Regions from separate parts of the Sus scrofa genome. Here all the other regions are linked to region 1. The links are chromatin contacts, called in public Hi-C and promoter capture Hi-C maps. All regions are on one chromosome and are shown on one strand. The core of a region is the stretch at or near the end of the contact, and the rest is flanking DNA. Distances in the headings are between cores, read along the strand shown. Region 1 holds the start of SEC14L5 (SEC14-like protein 5). Region 2 holds the start of ADCY9 (adenylate cyclase type 9). Region 3 overlaps SRL (sarcalumenin). Region 4 holds the start of VASN (vasorin).

Region 1 (3,129 bases), core at 341-2,840:
TCTGTTTAAAAGAACCACGTGAGGAGCTGGCGAACAAGCACGTGCCCAGGCTCTTCTCAAATGGTGCCCGAGAAAACAGATTGCCCCTCCCGATCCTTTCAGGTGTAAACATTCCGCTCTGATTATCTTGGGTCAACTCAAGCCTCTCGTGTTGTCACAACCGCCAACAGTGTGAACGAGCACTTGGTGCCCTGCACGGACGTCGGGGAGGAGCCTGGGAATTTCTCTGATGAACCTACAGTAGAGCGGATCTTCCCTCTACTCCTACCTTGCCCAGCAATTTCCCCTTCTAGAAGACCCAAGGAGCCGTGGACGGGCTTTTGCTGCTACCGTGTGGCGAAGATGGGGGCCGTGCACTCTATTTTTAGCCTTACCCAAGAAGGAGCCATTGACAGTCTTTTGCTGCCACCTTGTGGCAAGGATGGGAATCGTGCGCTCCATTTCCAGCTTTGATAACCTTAACCAAGAAGGAGCCATTGACGGTCTTTTGCTGCCACCTTGTGGCAATGATAGGAATCGCGTGCTCCATTTCTACCCTGGACAACCTTTAGCCAAGAAAACGCACTGAGCATCTACGGCTGCCAGATCCCCAGGAAGACCCTGCTGCCGTGGGGCAAATGAATAAGACAGACAAGACACAGTCTCTGCTCTCGCGGAGCTCACGCTCTCCTTGGACAGACCTACAAATAAATGAATGGATGAATAAAGGAGGTGATTGCAGAGTGTGACACAATGCTAGGAAGGAAGAAAAAGGATTGGTTGTCACAAGTGTAATGATATATCTGTCTCCCTGTACACACTCTCCCTGCCGTATCAACCCGCTGAGCGAGGCCAGGGATCGAACCCGCATCCTTATGGGTACTAGCCCAGTTCATTTCCGCTGAGCCACAACAGGACCTCCTTCACTCCTTGAATCCCTTCCCTGTTTATTTTTTTCACCTTGGCATTTTCCCCCATCTCACATAATGCTATATATTTGGCTCACTTATCGAATGTCTGTCTCCCCCACTGGAATGTAAACTCCACAAAACTCTACCTGTTTTGTTCACTGATGACTCTTCAGCACTTGATAAGTCCTAACACTTAAGCGATGTGTAAACAACTGCAAAGTGAATGAAAGATACCAGATACCGACAGGCCTGCTACTCGGGGCAGAACCGAGAGGGTTCTGGGGCGTGGCCAGTGGAGGGACCGGACTCAGAGTCCAGGAGGAGAGAGGGTTGGCCCGAGTTAGGGAACTGTACTGGGATAGAGGGGCGGGACAAGCAAGGGTTCGCCTGGAGGCAGAGCTAGATTAGAGCCGCAGCCTGGGGGCGGGGTCTTCCTGGGGCTGGGCCACGCGCGAGGCGAGTGCTTTAGGGGCGGGACCTATGGAGGCGGGGCCTGCGTGAGGCGGGGCCATACGGGAGGAAGGGCGGGGCGGGGCGTGGTCAAACAAGGAAGTGTAGAATAAAAGGCGGGACTAAGACTGGGATGGGGCCAGTCCAAGGCGGGGCCAGGCTGGGGCGGGGCCTGCCCAGGGCGGGGTAAATCTGGGCGGGGCCATGGCTGAGCCGGGGGCGGAGGAAAGGGGTTGGCTGGGGGGACGAGGGCGGAGCCAGTCCAAGATCTCCGCTGTCCTGGGTCCTGGAGCGCTCCCGCCCCGGCAGGGCTAGCTCCCGTCCCTTAAGTCCCTCCCTGACCCGCCCGGCCGCAGGGTGTGCAGGATCAGACGCCCCCAGCTCAGCGACCGCAGCTGCACCCAGTCCCAGGCTCTGAGCTTCGGGCCAGGCGGCCGCAGGGGACCCTGGAGGGCTCAGCTCCGCACTGCCCTGGGGCTGTGTCCCAGGAGACTCCGAGGGCGACGGTGAGCAGGGCTGGGGGTGGGGGGGGATGTGCGTGTGTGCGTGTACATCGGTGTGTGTGCATGTGTGTGAACGTCTGTGCGCATCAGGAGAATTATATGAGAGCCTGGAGTTGGGTAGGTGCGTGCTCCGGGGAGCTGGGTGTGTGTGCAAAGTTGAGTGCGTTTGCAAGGGCAGCCCCGTGTGGGAGGGCAGTCGTACATGTGTGTGCGTGTGAAATTTGGTGAGGACTGAATGTTAATGTGTCTTGGAGGAAAATGGGAGGGCAGGTGCAATGAATCTTGGGGGGACTGTGTGTTCCGGATGTCGGTGGCAGGCTGTGGGCTGCGTGGGTGAAGGAATTGTGGGAGTGTGAGAACTGCGAATGTATGTGTTTCCATTTGGACTTACTGGGTTTTCCATGACCCTCAGCATGAAGGGGTGGGGCCCAAACGTTGTGTGTACCGATTAATCCTGAGGAGGGAGAGTGGTCGGGGGCCAAGGGTAACGGACAGAACAGGGGTTTGGGGACTGGCCCAAAGTAATCTGGGGATCCCTGGCCCCCTTGACTTGAGGAGATGTGTGGGTGGCGCCAAGGGTGGGCCTGCCCCTGGCTAGGGAGCAGTGGGCAGGGCTCCTGCTTCACAGGGTGGGCGCTGCCGCCTCACCAGTCGCCCTCACTCAGGCTCCGTGCCCACTTCCTGCCTGGGTGGCTCTCGCTGGTCGTCCTGCAAGAACATGGTGCAGAAGTACCAGTCTCCTGTCCGCGTCTACAAGTACCCGTTCGAGCTGGTCATGGCGGTGAGTGACCCCCGACCCTGAGGTCCCTTGTGTGACGGGTGGAGGGATACCAGAGGTCAGCTCTGATGGTAAGAAGAGGGAGACCCCCTTGAACCCCCCGATCAGAAGGAATTAATGAGCTACTCCACTGACTGGGTGGGTCCAGCCTCTAACCAGGACCCTTCGCCTGGCCGTCCCACCTTTCATCACAACTTCCGGAACCCTTGCCCACTGACCAAAACACAAGGTCTTTCCCTCCTTTCCTTGTTGAAGCTTATCTGTCCTCTTATCTCGGTCCCCTTCAATAGAAAACAAGCATGTCAGGGGCCAAACCACTGCTGTCATTTTGTGTAATAATAATAGTTATTATTATATATATACTAATGATGATGACAGCAGCCATTCACTGAGGGTCTGTGGCGTTAAGTCTTTACAGATGTTATTTCGTGTAATTTCCAGCAGCTCTTCTCATTCTCATTTTACCTCCACTAAAGTGAAGCTTGGACAGGTGAAAGGACGGCTTTAA
Region 2 (3,129 bases), core at 463-2,962, 670 kb before region 1:
ACAAGGCTTTTATTCCCGCCAACTCCCTTCCTGAACCCCCGACCCAGAGTCCCAGCTCTGGGACGATGAGCTTCCACACAGCCTCCAGGCGCAGAGGTGGTAAGATCCCACCCTGATGAGCCCCAGAATAATCCACTCTCCCTACCCCGTCCCTCAAATTAGCCCACTGAAATGTGCTGTCTGTTTTCTGCTGGCCCCTGGCACACCTGCCAGAGGAGCCCGGGAACAGGTCTGGGGATCGGGGGACCTGGATTTGAGTCCCATTTCTCCTCCTCGCCGGCTCTGTGGCCCTGAGCCAACCTCTCCTTTCCTGGGTCTCAGCTTCCTTGTGGGTAAAGAGACCACGTGGCTGTCTTGGGCTGCAGTTCCCAGATGCTCCTGGGTGTTCTGTGATGTTAAGCCCAGGAAAAGGATGCGTCATAAAGGAGCAGAGCTTCCTCAGGCAGAGGGTGGGAGAGGCAGCTAAATCCACACCGAGGCCATCACACAACTCCTTTCCAAGGATTTCCCTTTCCTCTCAAGCCACCAGGGTATCAGAGGCCCGCATGCTCTCCACCCCAAAGCAACAGCCAAGAAAATCTAGGAAATTAAAAGAAATCCCCCTCTTTTTTTTTTAATTAATGACCGCATCCCCAGCACATGAAAGTTCCTCAGCCAGGGATTGAATGTGAGCCTCAGCTGAGGCAAGCGGGTATCCTTTAATCCACTGCACCTGGGGATCGAACCTCGCCTCCACACTGACCCAAGCCACCAGAGACACCGCCAGATCCTTAACCCACAGCACCACAGCAGGAACTCCCCCTTTACTTTCAGTAACCAGCTGGCCATCCTTGTTGAGCCACAGAGGGTCCTTCCCAGGTTCTCGTGTGCCCAGGGGTCTAAGCGGGAAATGAGGGACACACCTGATGCCCACAGAGCTGCAAGAAAGAAGCGGTGTCTCACAGCAGGGGTCCAGAGCAGAGGGAGGAAACTAAACCAGCATCCTGTCCCAAGACCCCCACTGGACAGGTTTCAAATAGAGCAGAGGGAGGAAACTAAACCAGCATCCTGTCCCAAGACCCTGTCACTGGACAGGTTTCAAAGAGAAGCTAACAACTACTTGATGTGATATTACAGAATCTCTGAAGTCCTTGTTGGCTCCAGAGATTAGTGATTCTGGGAAACCCAGGAGCCACAAAAAAAGATATTCTAATAATATCACCTTCCCTGGTCCCCGTATCTGAAGTTTCATCTGCCCTAAGTGCTTTTCCGCCTGCGGTCACCCAGAAGTAGGAGTGAGTGAGCAAGATGAGGCTGGATTTCTGTCCTAAAGGACCAGGAGGAGAGGGCAGGGTTCCAGCTTTTCCAGCTTCTCCGAATTTCTGGCGAGGGAAGGGAGGTGCGATAACCCCCTAAAATTATCAGTTCCTGTTTTACCTGAGGGCTGACCGCAGGTGAAAACCACAACACTGTAGCTGCCAGCACCCATCTGTCGTGGACGTTCTTCACGTCCCCCAAATGCCTCCAGAAATCTGTGGCTTCACCCCACAGCTCTGACCAAGTTCAAGGCCTTTCTGGGCCCCAAAGGAAAACCATGGAGACCCTGCAGGCTTCCAGCGGGCGGAGGGCGGGCCGAGCGGGCTGGGGCGGCGAGCCTGCCCCGCGGCCCGGCCTGGGGGCGGAGGCCGTGGCCCCCGCGGGTGGGAACCCAGCGGCCCGCCCGCCCCCGGCGCTGAGTCACCGAAGCCGCGGCCCCGCCGAGCCCGCGTGCCCAGGAAGCGCAGGCGCGCGCCTGCGCATGCGCGACCCCGGGCGCGTTCTCGGGAGCGGGCGGCGGCGGCGGCGGCGGCGGCGGCGGCGGCGGCGGCGGCGGCGGCGGCGGCGGCGGCGGCGGCGGCGGCGGCGGCGGCGGCGGCGGCGGCGGCGGCGGCGGCGGCGGCGGCGCAGGCTCCCGCAGGCGAGGCTCGGCGGGGTCTGGGCTCCGCGGCCGTGCGCCGGGAGGCCTCGGGGTCGCGGTGACGAGCCCCTCAGAACATCTGTTTGTGCGTCCAGAAGGCGGGCTTGAGGGTCGAGGCCAGGTTCTGCCAGGCGCTCGCCTTCCCGATCCCGGGTCCAGGACTGCCCTGCTCGGGGCCTCGTTTTCCGCTGCTGGTGGCGCGGTGCCCCGGCGAAGGCTGAGGCCCCCCCAGCCGCGACGCTGACCCGAGACCGGACCTGGCCACGGTGAGGCCTCTGGCCGCAGCCCGGGAGGTCCCCACACTTAGAGATGGGTCTCCGCGCAGGAAGCTGCCCCTGCCCCCAACCGGGAGCCCGTCTCGCTGGGTGATCTGAGAACCGCGGCCGCGGGCTAGGAGCAGCCTGTGTCCTTGTCCAGCCCCGGCCACACAGACTTGCGTGGCCTCTTGTCCGCTGGCCCTGGTCACCAGGGCTGGAGTAATCGACATATCACGGGGATCTAGAGAAGGGACATGGATTTGGGTCTGCCCAGGGCTGGTAGGGGTCCAGGGCCCAACAGGGGCTCCTAAGTAGGGCCAGACTGAAGGGGTGGGGCCTCTTTCCGCCGCCTCCCTACTGAGCTCCAGCAAACAGGGAGGACGGAGATCAGTACCCCCCACCCAGCAGGCCGGCAACCGCTGGTCCTGGGGGCACCATCGGAGGCACTGCTCTCACCTCTCCAACAGTTCTGCTGCGGCAGGAACTTCTCTGCTGCTTCACTGCTCTCTCTGTTCAGAATTTTGGAGTGGCCTCAAACCCAAGTTCCTTGGGTTTCCACTACCAGGCAGGTTTCCGCTAACTCACCTCTTCTCACCTTGATTCCTCGCCGGCTACAGAGATGCCTTCCTTTCTCTGATCCATCCCCCCACCCCCACCCTGCGTGGGCACCACCCCAACCCGAACTGGCCTCTGACCTTCCAAACCCACTCATCCCTCAAAGTGTAGCAAGAATCCCTCTCCCTTCCCAAGTGCCGTAACCCGGCTCTCTCAGTATTTGCCAGAGAGTCCTGATATTACATAAGTGGATTTTCACCAAGGGAAACATATTTAAATGCTTAAATAAATATATATATATATATATATGCATTGGTCAGGCTTTTCAAATAATTACATTTGCCAATGAGAAAAAAATCCTCTGCTGGGCGGTGTATCCTC
Region 3 (3,129 bases), core at 350-2,849, 660 kb before region 1:
CGAGCCTCTAATATCTGAGCCGTTTCTACCTGGGCTGATTGCACAAAGGATTTCGGGTGATGGGGGGGCATGGACTTGGGAGATCTGTTCTACCAGGGGTGGGAAGCAGAGAAAATCGGTGGGCTTGAGTGGGTGGCACCTTGGGGGTGAGTCTTTGTGAGATCAGACCCAAAAGGACAAGAAAAGGGGCAGGGCTTGCTGCCTGAAGCCCCTCCCCTCCGGAGGGGACAAGCGGGTACTTAGCGGGGACATTATGTTCTGCAAGGAAACCTGCTGGAAAGTGAACACTGACCCCAGAGCCTTCATCCTACAAGCCAGCTCTTGGTCCAGGCCAGCGGATTGGGTGGATGAGGTCACGGCAGGCGCTGACCATCCCAAGGGTGCCACATACCTCCAATGCCGCCCAGTACCTCTGGCCTGCCTCCTCTCCCTCCCTGTCCCCCAGCCCTGAGAGCCGGGCAGCTCCAGATGGACATTTGAGGGACATTAGTGTCCAGCCAGCCTGAGGTTTCTTATTGCAATCCTGACCCTGGTCCCAGTTCATCCTTCCTGACCTGGCCTAGTCTTCTAGAGGAGACCCCAAGTGCTAGCCCACCAACGTGGTTCCCCCAGTCCGCACCAGACTACCCACCCTTCAAGCTGCCTTGGGCCTCAAATCCTGCCGCTATGTCCCTCGTCCTTTGGGTTAAGGCACTGGTCCCTGCGAACATGCATTAAGGGACCCTAATGGATAGGTTTCTGGCGCCCTCAGAAGCCCCCCTCCAGGGCACGGCCTCTCGGGGGGGTCCCTCCAAACTGGTGTAAGTGGCTCATAAGCAGCCCGGGGTGGCTGGGGCTCCCCCCGCCCTGCGGGTCCCTGCCTGTCCCCCTACACGCAAGACTCCCGGGAAGACTGCAGCCGCAGAAGTGCCCGCGGGCGCCCAGGGTCCCCTACCCTGAGTCCCCTCCCCCTCGGGGCCCGCGTGCGGCTCTTCGGGGCTCGGCGGGGCCCCTTCCTCCTCGCCGCTCGCGCTTCCCGCTGCTCCCTGGGCTTCCTCCGCCGCCGCCGCCTCCTCCTCCTCCTCCTCTTCCGAGGCGCTGTCCGCTTCTTCCGAACTAGCCCCGTCGCCGCTGTCCTCTTCGGATTCTTCTTGGGATGGAACTCCTCCTTCCTCCTCGCCGCTGCGGTCTTCGCCCCCCTCTTCTTCAGAGGAGGCGGCGTCGGGTTGCTCCTCCGGCGGCCCCTCAGGGGCGCCGTCCTCCTGGGCGCCCCCCACATCCGCGCCCACGTCTGAGGCCGGGCTGGGGCTGGGCTCCCCTGGGTCCTTCCCCCGGTCCCCAGCTTCTGCGTCCGCGTCCGCGGGTCCATCTGGCACTTCTGGCTCCTGATCCGGCCCTGGGCTGCCCTCCCCTCCGCTCTCCATCTCCGTGCTGGGAGATGCCCCTGCGTCTTCAGGCTCTGGGGTCCCTGCTGCTGCCCCCTCTGCGGGGCGGTCCTCTAGGGCGTCCTCGGGGACCTCGCCGCTCCCAGCCTGTTTTTCTGCCTCCTGTCCTGAGCCCTCTCCGGAGCTGAGCTCCGGCCTTCCTTCCTCCCCCGGCTCCTCCTCCCCTCCTGGAGGGAGGGCGCCTGCTCCTGGCGGGCCAGCATCTTCCTCCCCAGGCCCCGCAGGTTCCCCTGGGGGCGCGGGCTCCGAGGCTGAGGCATTGGAGAGGCCGGCTTCGGGATCGGAGCCCAGGCCGTGGGCGGCGGGACCCCCAGGGGCCGTCTTCTCCGAACTCCCAGCCTCCCCGCCATCTGGGGGGTGAAGGAGCTGGTTCGTCTCTCGCGGGGCCGCCTCTGCCTGAAGCGCCCTTTCCTTCTCCTCTATACTTGCGTCTCCAGCAGAGAAATGATTCTCCAACAAATTGCCAACATCTTCTGTGCCACCCGAAGCGGAAACTTGCAGTTCTAGATGATTAGAACACGATTGGTCAGTGTCAACGGGCTCGCACTGGCTTTGCTTCTCAAAAGACTAACTCAGCCTATCACCTGTCTCTGGAAGGGCCCGAGTGGACCTGCCTGCAGTGGGGCACCTCCCTCCCTGGTCTTCACAGCCCTGATCGGCAGCGCAGCGGGCGTAATATCCTCCCTCCCTCCCGATGGCCGGGGGGCTGGGAGCCAGCATCGGACCCACCCAGAGCCCTGCCCCTGCCTCTCCAGGCTCCCCGTAGGGGTGGATGTTGGACCAGCCCTTGCAGCCCTTCCTCAGCCTTGCCCGCAGGCACGTGCAGCCTGGCTTGCCAGGAGATCTTTCCAAGATAGGCCAGATGCGTGTCCACACCACCCCTCGTCAGTCCTCGAGTCATTAACCAGCATGCTTTTTATGTTGCTATCAGCAAAGGAGTGAAAACAGGTGTGTGGGGGCCGGATCCTCTTAGGTTACGGGGCAAAGCACTTAGAGGATTACTTGTGGCTCTCAACCTTGTGAAGTCACACATCCAACTCTGTTCTCTTAAGGGTAGGCATTTGCTGGCCTCTCTATCTTAGATAAGACGGGATGTGGCCCGAGGAGAAAGAGATGCCCCAGACAGGCAGGCCTGAGTTTCCTTGTGGTCGTAGCCAACCACTTCCGAGGGGATCCCCTTCCGAAGGCCAGTAGCTTTAGCAGGAGAGCCAAGGGCACTGGGAGAGCCAAGTGGAGGGCAGGCATGTGGCCAGTCTGTGTCAGACACCTCTGTCAAGGGACAAGTGTGATTTACTTGGACAGTGGGGTCAGAAAAGCAGGTTGGGCCTAACCCGCCTACCCCTCCCACCCAGGCTGGGATCCGTTTAAGGAAGAGACGGCAGAGGGGACATTGCAGGGGGTGAGGGGGTAAGGGGGTGAGGGGACCATGGGTGCCCTGCCTTGGGACAGCTGAGACATCCCAGGATCTCCCTGGACTCACAGCACTCCTTCTGAGGACACAGCATGTCACCTCCCTGCTGGGTAAGATGCCCCCCTCTCAGGCCCAGCTCTGCCTCCCATAAAGAAAAGCCACTTCTTGGGATGCCCACTCCCTTGTTCCCTGAAAGCTGGAGAAGCCACGGGGCCAGGAACAAATCTTGGCTCATTATTGGCCACAGAGGCAACCTGCTATTGAACTCAGAAGGATGGGCAGTCCGGGTGCCTT
Region 4 (3,129 bases), core at 434-2,933, 530 kb before region 1:
GCTCATGGCAACACCGGATCCTTAACCCACGGATCAAGTCTAGGGATCAAGCCTGCATCTTCATGGATACTGGTCAGGTTCCTAACCCATTGAACCACAATGGGAACTCTATAACCAGGTTCTAAGTGGGGGTGGTTCCTTAAAGTCAAACGAGGAACGGATGGACTAACTGGGGAGGGAGCTCTCCTGGAAGTTGCCCTTGAACCTCTGGGTGGATAGGAACATGGCCTGTGTGAGTCCAGGCTCAGGAGAGGGGCGGGGGGTGGACCCTTTAGGCAGGTGGGATTGACCAGCCCCAGAGGTGAGAAGCTCTGGGATCTGTTAGGAATTCCTGTTCCTTGAGGAGAGTCGGGCTAGTCTCCTGAGGTCCCCAGGGGGACACAGGGCCCAGGGGCAGAGGCATAGGGCAGTCTGCCAGAGCCACCCAGTACTGAGCGTAAACTCAAACTCTTCAGGAAACGGAGAGAGTGAACCAGGCTGGTGTGAGACTGGGAGAAGTGGAGACTGGAGCGGGCTCTGAGTCTGGGCCTTGGTCAGGGGGGCAGCCACCACTCAGCCCAGTTGAGAGTTTCTGTTCAAGGCAAGCCGGGAAGTCCCATTTTCATGTGAAACCACTGAGTTTTTCAATGTTGGCAATGGCTTCGAGGTTTTAAAAAGCCCCATGTAGGCCAAATGCAACATACCTAACGGCCAGCACCGGCCGGGAGCAGACACTCAGAGGTGTGCAAGGTTTGCCCCACATCCACACATAACAAAAACAGCACAGGGTACAGAGCCCAGCCATCCTGGAAGGAGGCCCAGTGCGGGAGAGGTACCAAGGAGGCCAAGAGCTGAGAGGCAGAGGCTGGGGAGTCACTTCTGGAGCCAGACCCTGCTAAGCCCCGTCAGAGACTGGATACGGAGGGCATCCTGCCTTCTGCAGGGGATTGAGATGTTTAAAAACCACGCAACCCTCCAGCTGGTGTGGCCTGGCCTGCTGGGATCAGCCATTTCCCCCCCCCAACCCCCCGAGATTTGAGCTGGCCCAGCTGAAAGCTCTGGCTGCAGGCAGGGCTGGAGGGGGTGGCGGGTGTCCTGGGGCAGGCTGGAAGTCGGGATTGAGCCGGGGCTCAGAAGGCTCTGAGGCTTGACTCTGACCACAAGCGCAGAGGGGGAGGAGGGCAGAGCATTTTCCTGGAATCCTCCAAGGCAGGGGATTTTTCTGGACTAGTCCAGCCCCTGGCACCAGCCCCTTCTGCCCCATCGAGAGCCACTGTCAGCAGAGCCCAGGCCCCGCCTACTGACGGTGGCCCAACCTCCCACTTTAGCCCAGCATCTCTCAGCACACTTTGGCCTTGAAGTTGCCGTAACTGGATAGTTGGTTGCCCCTTCAGTGCCTTCATCTGAGATGTGGTAAAGGGGATCCAGAGATGCTCACAGCCCTTTAAAAGGACCCCAAGACTCAGACTTGGCATTAGAGGCTGTATTTAGGAGGCTCTCAGAAGGGCTCTCTCTGTGTGGCCCACCCAGGAGCGCTGGAAATCAGCATTGGCGAGCGACAACACACTAAGATTTCACCTAAAAAAAAATCCCGATACCCATTTTCTCCTGAAATATCCAAGGCTCTGACCAACTGGTACAGGTCCGAAGAGCTGAGCCTTACACCAGCCTCCCCTCCCGAGGCCTCCACTGGGTCTGGGGTCTGTTCCTCCGATTTACATCACCTGCCTGGTGTATCAGGGGCACCCAGCTTGCTCTAACTCAATCTTCGCTCCCTTTTCCACGAATCACAGGGATCCGCCCAGAGTCATACTGCAAACTACTCGCAGACCAGACTGGGCCGAGGGGCTCCTGACTCCCCACGGGGCTGAGCAAGGCCTCTCCCGCCCGCCTGGCTGGGAGCTGTTGGGGTGAAAACCAGGCTGCCCCCGCCGAGTGACCCTTTCCGCGGAGAGGGGAGGCGGGGCTCCGCGGCCCCGCCCCGGCCAATAGGAAGCAGCCCCGCCCCCGCCCGTGGCCGACCCGCCTCCCCGGCCCTTAAGGCGCGACCCGCCTCCCGCGAGTCGACTCCGCAGCCCGAGCCCGGGGCGGGGAGACAGGGACGCGGCTACCTCGGGACCCAGAAGCTCTGCGGCCGCTCGGCCGGGAAGCATTGAGGCCGCGGCCCGCCCCGCCCGGCTCCCGCCGCCGCCGCCCGGTGAGTGTCTGCCTGGCTAGGGGGCTGCGGACGCGGACGGGGGAGGCCACCGGGAGGGGTGTGCACACGCTCCGATCACGCGCGCGGACCCCCCACCCCGCGCCTCCTCCACCACAAGCACAGGCACTCAGGGCGGGCAGGCGGCCCCCAGACCCGCAGGATCACCTAGGCTAGCCCGGGGGTGCACGACAGTCAGGCCCCGTGCGCCCCCTCCTCAGGCAGTCCTCCGGCAACGACAGCCCCACGGCCGGGGTGCGCGCTCCCGCGCGCGCATGTATGCAGCTCACCGGCCTGCGGGGCTGCGAGTAGACAAAATAAACACCCCCTCCCTCGCTTCCTCCTCCCGCGGCTGGGCCCTCCGGCATGACCAGTTTTATGAATTAAACCTCTTAGAGGGGATGGCCAAACCATAGTCTTGGGTTACTTTTACCTCCTGGAGTGACACAGCCTGGTTCTGGGTATGGATAACCCCCGCTCCCCATCACTGCCCCCGTCCCCCTGTGCAGATCGATGGCCTGGGGTCCTGAGGGCCCCTGTCACTCAGGGCGGAGCAAGGGGGTCGCAGGCATGCAGCCCTGGGGAGGAGGGTAGGAACTCTGGCTGGCTGAATCATACTCCAGGTAACAAGGTGCCCCATTTCTGCCTCTGCCAGGGAAGGGGCTTTGCTCAGGCTGTGAACCCAATGGCCTGGAGCCAGCCTAGTCTTTTGTGTCCCAGGGTTGGCAGCACTGGGGCCTGAGGGCTGCCCAGGTCCCCTGTGGTCACTGGCTGGCCAGCTGATTGGTGCCAACCATTCTGTCTCACCCCCATTCGTTAACGATTACCACACCAGGGCTGCTGACTGCCTCTCCCGCGGGGGCTGAGGGGTTGTGTCTGAAAGATGGGAAGGAGAAAGGGGCCCTGAGGGTCCCTCTGCTTGCCTTGAGCACCACCGGCATGTGAGGCTCTGGAGA

What was found. Promoter capture Hi-C pulls out the DNA fragments that hold promoters and counts their contacts. A called contact is a pair of places that touch in the nucleus more often than the background predicts.
Region 2: a contact with region 1 is called in a Hi-C map of skeletal muscle, with 5 times the contacts expected there. A contact is called at or near these places in 1 of 5 promoter capture datasets (fetal liver) and 7 of 47 Hi-C or Micro-C datasets (embryonic fibroblasts, mesenteric adipose tissue, omental adipose tissue and 4 more).
Region 3: a contact with region 1 is called in a Hi-C map of subcutaneous adipose tissue, with 2.1 times the contacts expected there. A contact is called at or near these places in 6 of 47 Hi-C or Micro-C datasets (embryonic fibroblasts, mesenteric adipose tissue, omental adipose tissue and 3 more).
Region 4: a promoter capture Hi-C map of fetal liver shows a contact between it and region 1, with 4 times the contacts expected there. A contact is called at or near these places in 2 of 5 promoter capture datasets (fetal liver and liver) and 7 of 47 Hi-C or Micro-C datasets (embryonic fibroblasts, fetal liver, liver and 4 more).

Annotation. Positions count from the first base shown.
Region 1 is chr3:37,441,589-37,444,717 of Sscrofa11.1, reverse strand. It overlaps SEC14L5 (SEC14-like protein 5), which reads left to right and starts at 1,590. Exons shown (of 16, transcript XM_003124623.4): 1 at 1,590-1,846; 2 at 2,509-2,624. The coding sequence starts at 2,562.
Region 2 is chr3:38,115,794-38,118,922 of Sscrofa11.1, reverse strand. It overlaps ADCY9 (adenylate cyclase type 9), which reads right to left and starts at 1,712. Exons shown (of 13, transcript XM_021086711.1): 1 at 1,417-1,712.
Region 3 is chr3:38,097,326-38,100,454 of Sscrofa11.1, reverse strand. The region is part of intron 1 of SRL (sarcalumenin); the gene reads right to left. Among named protein-coding and RNA genes, the nearest start is that of ADCY9, 18 kb to the left of the region's middle.
Region 4 is chr3:37,971,031-37,974,159 of Sscrofa11.1, reverse strand. It overlaps VASN (vasorin), which reads left to right and starts at 1,683. Exons shown (of 4, transcript XM_021086696.1): 1 at 1,683-2,176. The region is part of intron 9 of LOC100513346 (coronin-7); the gene reads right to left.